Linked DNA regions of Sus scrofa: region 2 is linked to region 1. The links are chromatin contacts, called in public Hi-C maps. All regions are on one chromosome and are shown on one strand. The core of a region is the stretch at or near the end of the contact, and the rest is flanking DNA. Distances in the headings are between cores, read along the strand shown. Region 1 holds the start of CTNNA3 (catenin alpha-3). Region 2 holds the start of HERC4 (probable E3 ubiquitin-protein ligase HERC4).

What was found. A called contact is a pair of places that touch in the nucleus more often than the background predicts.
Region 2: a Hi-C map of embryonic fibroblasts shows a contact between it and region 1, with 1.6 times the contacts expected there. The contact joins the promoter of HERC4 here to the promoter of CTNNA3 in region 1. A contact is called at or near these places in 2 of 47 Hi-C or Micro-C datasets (embryonic fibroblasts and heart right ventricle).

Annotation. Positions count from the first base shown.
Region 1 is chr14:70,971,306-70,976,487 of Sscrofa11.1, forward strand. It overlaps CTNNA3 (catenin alpha-3), which reads right to left and starts at 3,237. Exons shown (of 19, transcript XM_021074380.1): 1 at 3,014-3,237. It overlaps TRNAS-UGA (a tRNA gene), which reads left to right and starts at 3,687; the gene lies at 3,687-3,768.
Region 2 is chr14:71,265,406-71,270,839 of Sscrofa11.1, forward strand. It overlaps HERC4 (probable E3 ubiquitin-protein ligase HERC4), which reads right to left and starts at 4,112. Exons shown (of 23, transcript XR_002338528.1): 1 at 3,727-4,112; 2 at 1,604-1,907.

The DNA.
Region 1 (5,182 bases), core at 1,987-4,486:
GCCACTAATTAGCTATGTGACCTTGGGCAAGTAACTCACAGCCAATAGTTTCCTGTCTGTGAATAAAGGGATTAGACTAGGTTTAATGTTTCTTCCAGTATTAAAACTCTGATTTATTAAAATTCCAGGGAAAAGCCCACCAAAATATTGCAAAATAAGTTTTGATTTGCTATAAAAGAACAAAGAAATGCCCCACACTGCTCCTAAACACACGCCCGTACCTCTCAATATTCTGCCTCTGAGAGTGGCATTGGGAAAGCTTTTGAGTGAAGGCTACCAATATTTGCCTTCCTTACCCAAATTAACTTAATAAAAACTATCACATAAAGGAGTTCCTGCTGTGGCTCAGGGGAAACAAATCTGACCAGTATCCATGAGGATAAAAGTTCGATCCCTGGCCTCGCTCATCAGGCTAAGGATCCAGCAATGCCATGAGCTGTGGTGTAGGTCACAGACACAGCTCAGATCCCACGTTGTGATGGCTGTGGTGTAGGCTGGCAGCTGTGGCTCTGACTCAGCCCCTAGCCTGGGAACTTCCACATGATTCAGGTGTGGCCCTAAAAAGACAAAAACAAACTAACAAAAAAAAACTATCATTTAAAAGAACAGAATCTAGGGGTGGCATGGAGGAGAAGGCAACCAGAATCACAGGGGACTTTTTCAAAGTAAAATGTCCATGGTTTTAAGTCAATGTTTTATGGTGTTATTGTCATGAATGACAATATATTTTAACTGGGTTGGAAGATATATATTTTACTTCTTTTTTTCTACTTGCCGCTCACTGCATTAAATGGCAATGCTAAAGACCTAAGGTTGGAAAATAACTCATTTGGAAATCCACACTTTTTGAGAATAAAATCTATAATAATTCTGATCTCTTGGCTCATTTTAGCAATATGATAAATCATTTGAAAAGGCAATTTCATCTTTTTGAAAAGCCTACATTAATTCAAAGAAGCTGAAAATTAAATGTTAAATGAGGATATTTCACTTCTGAAATGTTGCAAAGAAAATGTAATCACAATTGTTCTTACCAAATACAAATTAACTTTCTAATAGATTCATTTCTTTTGCAGTTTTCTTTTCCCTTATCAAAAAACAAAAAAAGAAAAAAGCCCTCAGTAGAATTTTTGATGGAACTACTTTAATCGAAATCAATTCCCATCAATGCCAAGCTTTTAAGCAATTGTGAAGAGAATTTTTTTTTTTTTCTCGCTTTTCAGGGCTGCACTTGGGGCACATGGAGATTCCCAGGCGAGGGGTCCAGTCGGAGCTACAGCTGCCGCCCTATGCCACAGCCACATCAGCACCAACTACGGATGCGACCTACACCACGGCTCCAGCTCAAGGCAACGCTGGATCCTTAACCCACTGAGCAAGCCCAGGGATCAAACCCACAACCTCATGGTTCCTAGTCAGATTCCTTCCCACTGTACCACAAGGCAATCGCCAAGTGAGGAGAATTCTTAAAACGAAGAGTAGGTTAAGGAAGAGTAAGAACTTTCTGTAAATATTATCCTTCAAATATACAGAAGAAAGGAATTAAAGAAAGACTTCAAAATTAAGATACATGCAACTAGAGATTCTCATACTAAGTGAAGTCAGAAAGAGAAAGACAAATACCACATGGTATCACTTACATGTAGAATCTAAAACATAGCACAAATCTAAAACATAGCACATATCTACAAAGTAGAAACAGATTCACAGACATATAGAAAATAGACTTGTGGTTGTCAAGGGGAAGGGTGGCAATGACTTCCTACTGTACAGCACAGGGAACTATACCCAATCTCTTGGGATGGAACATGATGGAAGATAGTATGAGAAAAAGGATACATACACACACACACACACACACACACACACACACAAATGACTGGGTCACTATGCTGTACAGTATAAATTAACACAACATGGAAAATCAACTATATTATAATAAAAATAAAGTAAAATTAAAAAGAAACGGGAGTTTCCACTGTGGCTCAGGGGAAATGAATGCAACTTGTATCTATAAGGATGCATGTTCAATCCCGGGCCTTGCTCAGTGAGTCAAGGATCCAGAGTTGCCATGAGCTGTGGTGTAGGTTACAGAGGCAGCTCAGATCCCATGTTGCAGTGGCTGTGACCTAGGCCAGCAGCTGTAGCTCCAATTCCACCCCTAACCTGGGAACTTCCATATGCTGCAGGTGAGACCCTAAAAAGAGAAAAGAAAAAAAAAAAACCAAGATACAGTAAAATACTAAGATTAAATTATAGCTTGTCTCAGCACACAGGTAGAATCTAAGAACAACATTAAAAAAAAAAAACTCTCTTCTGAGATGGCATCTACTGGAAAAGTGCAGGTAACTTTATACATATGATAAAAAATCATGCCTTTGAATGTCGGGAATAACTTTGCTCCCATACAGTATTCATAAGGAAATTGAGACCACCCGTGTAGCTCTGCCAAATTAAAAACAAACAAAAAGGGGTAAAATTTCTAAAAAGCAAAATCTTAAGTTAGATAAAACTTATTCTTACATTTCTCAAGTATTTTACTCCCTTTCCACAATTAAATCAGTTTAGACACTTAGCACCTTCATTTAGTTAAGAGAAATGGTATTGAAAAAAATCTCAAGAAAATTCCCAAACTACCAAATGAGGTCACTTAACATACGGACTTCCTGCCTTCGTTTGAAATCTAACGTTGCGATGGATGGTCAGATTTCTAGGAACACTTTCAGAAATTTAACTAGTAAAAGGCCACCTGATGTTTTTCGCAAATTGTCCATCCGCAATAGAATCTGATGCCTGTGGGGAGCCACTTGCTGCGTTTAGAAGTACACTTGCGCCCTGGAATCCGCGGGGCATCCTCGGGCCGCACACCCTGCCGTAGCTCTCTGAGGTGGGCGACAGTGGTACACACAACTACGGGTTCTGAGAACTTTAACAATGACGCAAATAAGCATTTAGAGCATAAGCTACACTTAAAGGTGGGGCGGGTAGTAGCATTTAAAGGTTAAATGCAGACCTAATGCGCCGAACTTTGTTCTCAAATCACCTCCAAGGCTCCCCATCACTTGAGAAAGCCGAGACCACGCTCAGGGGGCGCGGTTTCTTCCCTAGGGTTCAGCAAGGAAAGGGCAATTGAGGAGACAAGAATGAGAGATTACTGTGTGAGCAGGATGCTCAAAGAGGCGAGCGCATAGGCAGCTGCCAGATTCCGTACGCCTTCCCTCACACTTTCCTCTCTTGACGCAGCAAGAGAGCTCAACGCGGGAAACGCTCAACCTCTGACGCAAATGCAGAAATTTTCCAGAGTGCGGGCCCGCAGCACTGAATGAGACGTATCTTAGTTTCACAGCTTTCCGAGTGATCTAATCTTAGTTTCACAGCTTTCCGAGGAAGCGGGAGGGCAAAAACCAAGTAAGGACCAGAAGCCAAGTGTGGTTGCGATTTTCAGAGAGCAGGTAAGGGAAGGGTTTCTAAAACCCTCTTTTAAAGGCTTTTACCTAAACTGCTAAACGGAGTTTTTATTATTTCTTTACTTTCAATAGGTATCCCGCTACTCGAGCAGGCAACCCTAGTCGCCCCTCTCAGAGCAGACCTCTGCGCGGTTCTAGGCCCCGCCTACTTGTGGGTTTGCTGCGCCTGCGCACCACTGTTTCTGTACTAAAGTACCTCCGCTTCACTTTCTTGCCGTAGCAGCGATGGCCGAGTGGTTAAGGCGTTGGACTTGAAATCCAATGGGGTCTCCCCGCGCAGGTTCGAACCCTGCTCGCTGCGGAAATGCCAGGCTACCTGGTGGTTGCCTTTTTTGCATCCTTTATAAGATTCCTGCAGATACAGACTTCACTCTTTCCCTGATTGCAGAGAAGTTTAGTGTGTTACAGAAAAGTCAATACATGTCAAGGCTACTGTTATGCGATAAGTCCTCCTTTATCCTAATTAGTAAGCTGATAGTTTTAGAATTGGTTCCTCAACATGAAGAACAAGTTTGCAAAATAAAAATAATATAAATATTTGCAGAAATTTTCAACCAATCACAGCCTGAACAAGCTATCATCTCATTAAAGCTGATGTCAGGGCTAATGCTACCTCACCTTCCATCTCAGAATCACCTTCAAGGGTTCCCCCACCACATCCAAAAAGTGGTGTGATATTCGAGATAATAAAACCTTTGAAAAGTTCAACTTCTAAATCACAATAGATAGATCCACATAATGAAACACTTTTCCTGTAGTCACAATTGTATTAATTTTACAATTTTAGTATTCGGTATTAATTTTACCAAAGACATGGGAAGACTTTCCAGATGCATTGCCAAATGCAAAAAGTTGGACAGGGTAGAAAACAATATATATTATGATCACATTTTTGTTGAACAAATCATGTATAAAATCTCTTAATCATTTAAGCGGCAAGATTGACAGAAAAAGAGAGAGTAAATGGGGACTGGAAAGAAATAATAAAAATTTTAGCAGTAATTATTATCTCTAGATGATAGGATTTTAATTTGCTTCACAGATAGTTTTTGCTTAACTGAGTTTTCTCAAATGTGTATATGGATCCTGCAATTTTTTTAATAATAAAAGGAAATTGTGAGGTTAGTCTTTGAGACCCTGCACATTCCCTTTCTGCTCCCTCCCACCCCATGCTTTCCAGGTGTTCTTACTGAGTTCCCTGACATCTCAGGACTAGGAATAGTTTTCAAGGGTACTTGAATTAGATTCCATCCATTCTATTTGAGACTTGACTGAACACATACATCACCACATTCACATCTTCAATCCATCTTCTCTGCCCAATCCCCTCTTCTTCTGCCCCCATTTGAGTCACTTATAAATGACTGTATTAGTTTCCTAACTGGTCTCCTTCCCTCTTTCAGTCAGGATCACATCCAGCTGCAAATAACCGAAAACCCAACCTTAGTGGCTTAAACACATAAGGGATTTGTCTCAGGAAACCTGGGAATAGCAATTCTCAGATGAAACAGGGAACAGGGATCTTTCCAGCTTTCTAATCTTTTGTTTTTAATGCATAAGCCTCATCCCCTGCTTGTTGTCTCATTGTCCTAAGATGGTTGCCAAATCTCCAGACCCCGCATCTGTATTCAGATGCAAAGGAGAAAGACAAAAACCCTCAGTTCAAATCTCATTTGCTTGAACTGCGTAACATGACTACCACTACCTACGAGGAA
Region 2 (5,434 bases), core at 2,862-5,361, 290 kb after region 1:
AATCTCAACCTGAGGCAGCATTCCAAGCTAAGCAAAAAAGGTAAAGAATTCATCTGCCTCTGATGCAATAATAACAAATACATATCGATAAATTACCATTCATGTCTAACAACATGACAACCTCAAAGCCTAAGATTATGAAAATCTGGTAAGAATCCATAAAATACTCTTTCTGGCATAGAGTACAAGAAAGCTACCATTTACTTTGAGTTTTGCAATAATTAAGCTACTGTATTAAGCATCACTACCATTTATCCAAAAAAATTAAATTACAAATTAAAATAGAAGAAAAGAGATTAAAACCCTAGCAACAAAGAAAAGATGAAAACCATACAGCTTTTACAAGTTAGAAAAGTGAGACTTGCCATGGTGGTGAGATGGTATGAAAAATGAGTAACATGCCTTAATTTAATAGCTTAATATTTTATATATATATTAACCTCTCAAAAGTAGACTAACAGTAAAAACCACATAAATAATGATGTGGTAAAGAAAAGTATCTGCTGTAGAAAATACTTAGGTGCCATTGCTGTTAAAGTTAAAAGAAACTAAATCAGCATAGCTAGTCGTATCTGAATTTATCATCTTAGGAATTAACTTTAGTTAACACTGAAAGCGAAATTCACAGAAACAGTATTTTCTAAGTGTGGTAATATCTGATTTTAAAATATGTATATCCAGGAAAACAGAATTTAAGATGTGACCAGATTCCTCAAATTTCTCATTACCCTATAAATTATTTTATTTATTTTGCTTTTTAGGGCCGCACGTGTAGCATATGGAAGTTCCCAGGCTAGGGGTCGAATCAGAGCTACAGCTGCCGGCCTACGCCACAGCCACGGCAATGCAGGATCTGAGCTGCATCTGAGACCTACACCACAGTTCACGGCAAAGCCAGATCCTTAACCCACTGAGCAAGGCCAGGGATTGTAAGGACCAGTCGGGTTTGTTACCACTGAGCCACAACTGGAACTCCTGCTATAAATTATTTTAAATTTGGCTTATATGGTTACTACATAATCAGGACATCTCATAGACACAAACTTTAAGAGCTAATGTTATTACTTGAAAGTAGGAGACTAGGGGAATAAAAGATATTTCAAACTAAATAAAATCATGTATTTAAAAAACAATAGGGAGAACACAAGAAAAATGAGAATATATTTTAGGCAAGTAAATGAAAGTAGAAAAAGCTTGCATCTTATTTTTCCTTTCTGATGTATAGAAAACAACACGGTAAATTACACATTTAAAACCTGCCCAGGGTGGCTGAACAGTAATTACAAAAGAGAACCTACATACTGTAGATTCTATACCTATATACTCGGCCCCAAAGAAGATTTATACACTGTTCAGCAGGTGGTTTTCTCTGTTTTACATCACCTTAATTGTTCTGAAACCACTTAAAAGTCTGTAATAGCAGTTGTTAAAAGAAACCACAAAATAATTAAAGTACTTAGAAGCATGCAAATGTAAAGGACATATTTAAACTCTAGTCTGCTTTTAAACCATGACATGGGTTTAGGACTAGAGAAACTTTTTGACATTTCAAACTTAAATGATGTAATTATTAGCAATAGCAAACAAAAATTTTTCAACTTACCTGGTTTCTTTCTGGATTTTTCATGACCTAGCTGTCCTAGATCATTACATCCACATGTGTACACTGTTCCATCATCCAGAACAAATACTGTATGTCTGAGTCCACATCCTACATCTCGAACCTTTTTATTTATAAAAAAGTCACTTTTTCTGGGCTCTAGTACGATTTCTTCATCAATTCCACCCAAGCCTAGCTGTCCAAAAGATGCATTTCCCCAGCACAACATGTTTGTAATTCTCTTGGTCTTCCAGTTTCAATAAAAACTCCCTTCTGAAACACTGGCAAGTTGGAGGTATCCCTATGTCTGAGAAGACAGAAAAAAGTTAACATGACTTCAAAGAAAATATAATGTATAATTGCTCTTTCAAGTGCTAGGCTACAATAATTACTATGCAGTAAACATGAAGTCTATAATGTGCTACATAAGTACCATTCAGTTTCAAAAACCAATCAGTTGTAAATCTTAAAAGTATATCATATAGAAATGTTTAGGAAAATACATCACTCCCCACGATTCTTTGCAAAGTTTAAAATATTAACTAAATATGACTTTCTGTTTTCTTATGATATACTAACCTAATTGAAATATTAAGAACTCCAATGAAATTAACCTTTTCTCTTTGAATAGTTTCAGTCAGCGCAAGAAATGACATTTATCCACTGCCCCCCCCAAATCAGATATATACTCAGTGAAAACCTTGCAATAGCATACATAAACCTTTGTAATCTCCCTCAAGTCACAGAATAATTAGACCTTCTAATACCTACCTCCACACTAACCAAAAATTGAAGTTCTTATTTGTACTAGAAAAATTAAACCAATAATGGAAACTTTAAATTTCCCACAACTTAAATGACTCTTCCAACTATTCATACTAATAGACCCCAGGGAAAACTATGATTCTCTAGTCAAGCTCTGATCTTAAAAGAAAATCACCTCCAAAGGTCACACTTTACAAATCAATGTTAACACTCCGACTCACTACTAATTTAATTTTAAAACTAAACCAATATACCTAATTATAATACAAAAGAAAGTATGCAGTTTAAAAATCAAGGTTTCCTCCCCCCCAAAAAATCCAGTATTTTCTATTACGAGTGGTAACCGTGACTGAAAAATATTTCCCTGGGGCAATGAATATCTATCTATACCTCTGAGATAATTATTCGAAGATGGGGAAAAAAAAAAAAAACTGCAAACAACTCTGGCACTACCGATATTTCAAGAATAGGAATGGGGGCTGGGTCACTGATTGGTGGCGAAATCTGTAGAACTTTCCAGTACACTGACTATTTCTTCGCTTATAAAGACATGGGTAACAAAGAATTCACTTCATCTAAAACTACACAGATTTTTAGACACATCGTGTTACTAAATAACACAATTACAGGAAGTCAGCCTTATTCTTGCTGTAGTTACCCACATTCCTTACAGAGAACCTAAGTTTCAAAACCCAACTTTCCTACGCTAGGGCTAGCAAGTGCTGATGCTGTCTCATTCCATGAACCATCCATTAGGAAAACTTTAATTTCATTCTTTTGGGGCATCAGAACTCGATAGTTCCAGAGAGTTCTACACTGTCTTCTACACTGTTTTTATTTATTTTATTAGTTTTTTTTAAGACAGGAAAATAATCCCCGATTCCGGCACGAGGTTTAACCATCTCTTTCCTTTAAAAAGTCAGAGGGTATGGGAAAGGTGTCCTCTCGCCAGCAACAGGTAGGAGAATGAGAAGCAGTTTCTTCCCACCATTCCTTGAACGTGCACTCAGATCGGCTCAGGGAGACCGGGGGAGAAAAATCATCTGCACACACCCAACCTCGCGGGCCGACCAGTCATCCACGGCAGCCGCCCTCCCGCCAGCTCGCAGCAGCCCCAGAGGCCAGCGGATGAGGCTCGGCACCTCGGCGGCCCTCGGTCCCCGAGAGGCCCTTCCCCAGGGAGGTGCGACATTCCAACTCCCGGGCCAGGGGCCCCCGACGCTGCCCCAGTCCCCCACCCCCAACCCCGAGGAAACGCTGAGAAAGCACCCTGCGCCAGGCCGGCCTGTATCCGCCCAGCCCGGCCTCCCCCCTCCCTAACGCCGTCACACGCCCCCGAACCCACCGGGGCAACGACTCACCCGGCCCCTCAAGGCAAGGGAAGCCCAGGGCGACGGGGGGCGGCGCCTTCCCCGAGAGCAAGGCAGCGCGGCAGCTGAGGCAGGTCTCCAGCTCCCGGGCTCTCTTCCTTCAGCCAGTGGCGGCGAACACCAGAGCTCCTCCGGCGTCAGTGAAGCTGTTCCGCTGCTCCCCTCCCCGGCGCCTGTGAAACTTTACCGGGCTCCTCAGAGAAAAGCAGCCGCCACCGCTGTCCAGTCCAGAGACAGCCGTCGGCGACCCGGATAGAGCGGGAGGGGAAGGACAGAAGCCGAGTGGGGCGGAGAGCGTAGGGGTGGGGAGAGTTGAGGAAAAGACAGGGGAGGAGAATGGAGAAGGGGAGGTGGTAACGCGAGGGAGGGGGAGGGGTTGGCCGGAAGTGAACCTCGGAGCACGCGCGTGAGCCCACCCACTTCACGGCCCGGGCGCCTGCGCCGGAATTCTCCCAGGGCAAACCAAGCCGGACGCTTGCGCAGTATGCCGCTTTGCCTTTGCTCAAGAGGAAGTCCCCGAATACAGAAGCTGAAGTTTGCACGTCAAACCGGGTGTTTGGTGTGACTTATAAAAGCGTTTCAGCGTGCACAGGAATCTTTTAGTGAAGGAAATCTCTTCGTTTTTTGGCTAAGTTTCCTTTTCGTATATTGGTTCCAGTCTTTCTTTTTATTCCATTATCCAAGGAGAATTTGAAGTAGCATCACAGACATCACAAATACGGATACAAAGGCTGGCGAAGTCTCTTATGTCATCCCTTAGCCTCAGCTGGAGCTAATCTGGGTTGTGCCAGATGTATTCAGGGCAATGATGGAACCTTCTGGCGTTAAGGTTCCTGATAAAGTGAAGGCTGCCATAATTTTCTGCACTCACCCTGGGAGATAAACTTATAATGAAGGGCCTCCTTCATTCAGGGAAAATTAAATAACGTGTATGGCTAGAGCCCTGCCTTATAAAAGCGAAATCCAGATTTCCTAGACCAGTTAAGGAAGAAAACTTGAAACAAGGCACTCCTGAAATTTTGTTAGACTTCTAGTACCTCATCTTAGAGTGGATGTTGAGAACCTAGAAATAATTCCACAGTAAGCCATGTTTCTTTATCTCAGTGAAAATTATATTTCAGGTTGGGAAGTGTCTCTCTGCTGGAATATGTATGTGTATTAGTTTCTTGAGGCTGTCATAACAAAATACTGTAAATACCACGAATTCAGTAGCTTGAAACAATAGGAATTTATTGTCTCACACTTACGGAGGTCAGAAGTCTGAACTCAAGGTGGCAGCAGGATTGGGTCTCTCTTAGGGTCGCAGGCAGAGAATCTTGCCCATACATCTCTCCTAGCTTCTGGTGGTTGCTGACAAACCTTGGCATTCTTTGTCTTGTAGATACACCACCACTCTAATCCCTGCCTCCATGTCCACATGGTGTTCTTCCTTGTGTTTCTATGTCCCAATTTTCCTCTTATAAGGATACCAGTCATTGGATTAGGGCCCACCCTAATCCATTGTGACCTCTTTTTACCCAGATTGCATCTGCAAAGACCTTATTCCCAAATAAGGTCACATTCTTAGGTACTGGAGGCTAGGACTTTAACTCTGGAAAACCCAGTACAATGCACAACCTAATTTCTTACAGAAATAAGAGTAAAATTATAAGATACTTGAGCAAAGGAAGCATAATTTCAACATTAGGAGTGGTGGTGA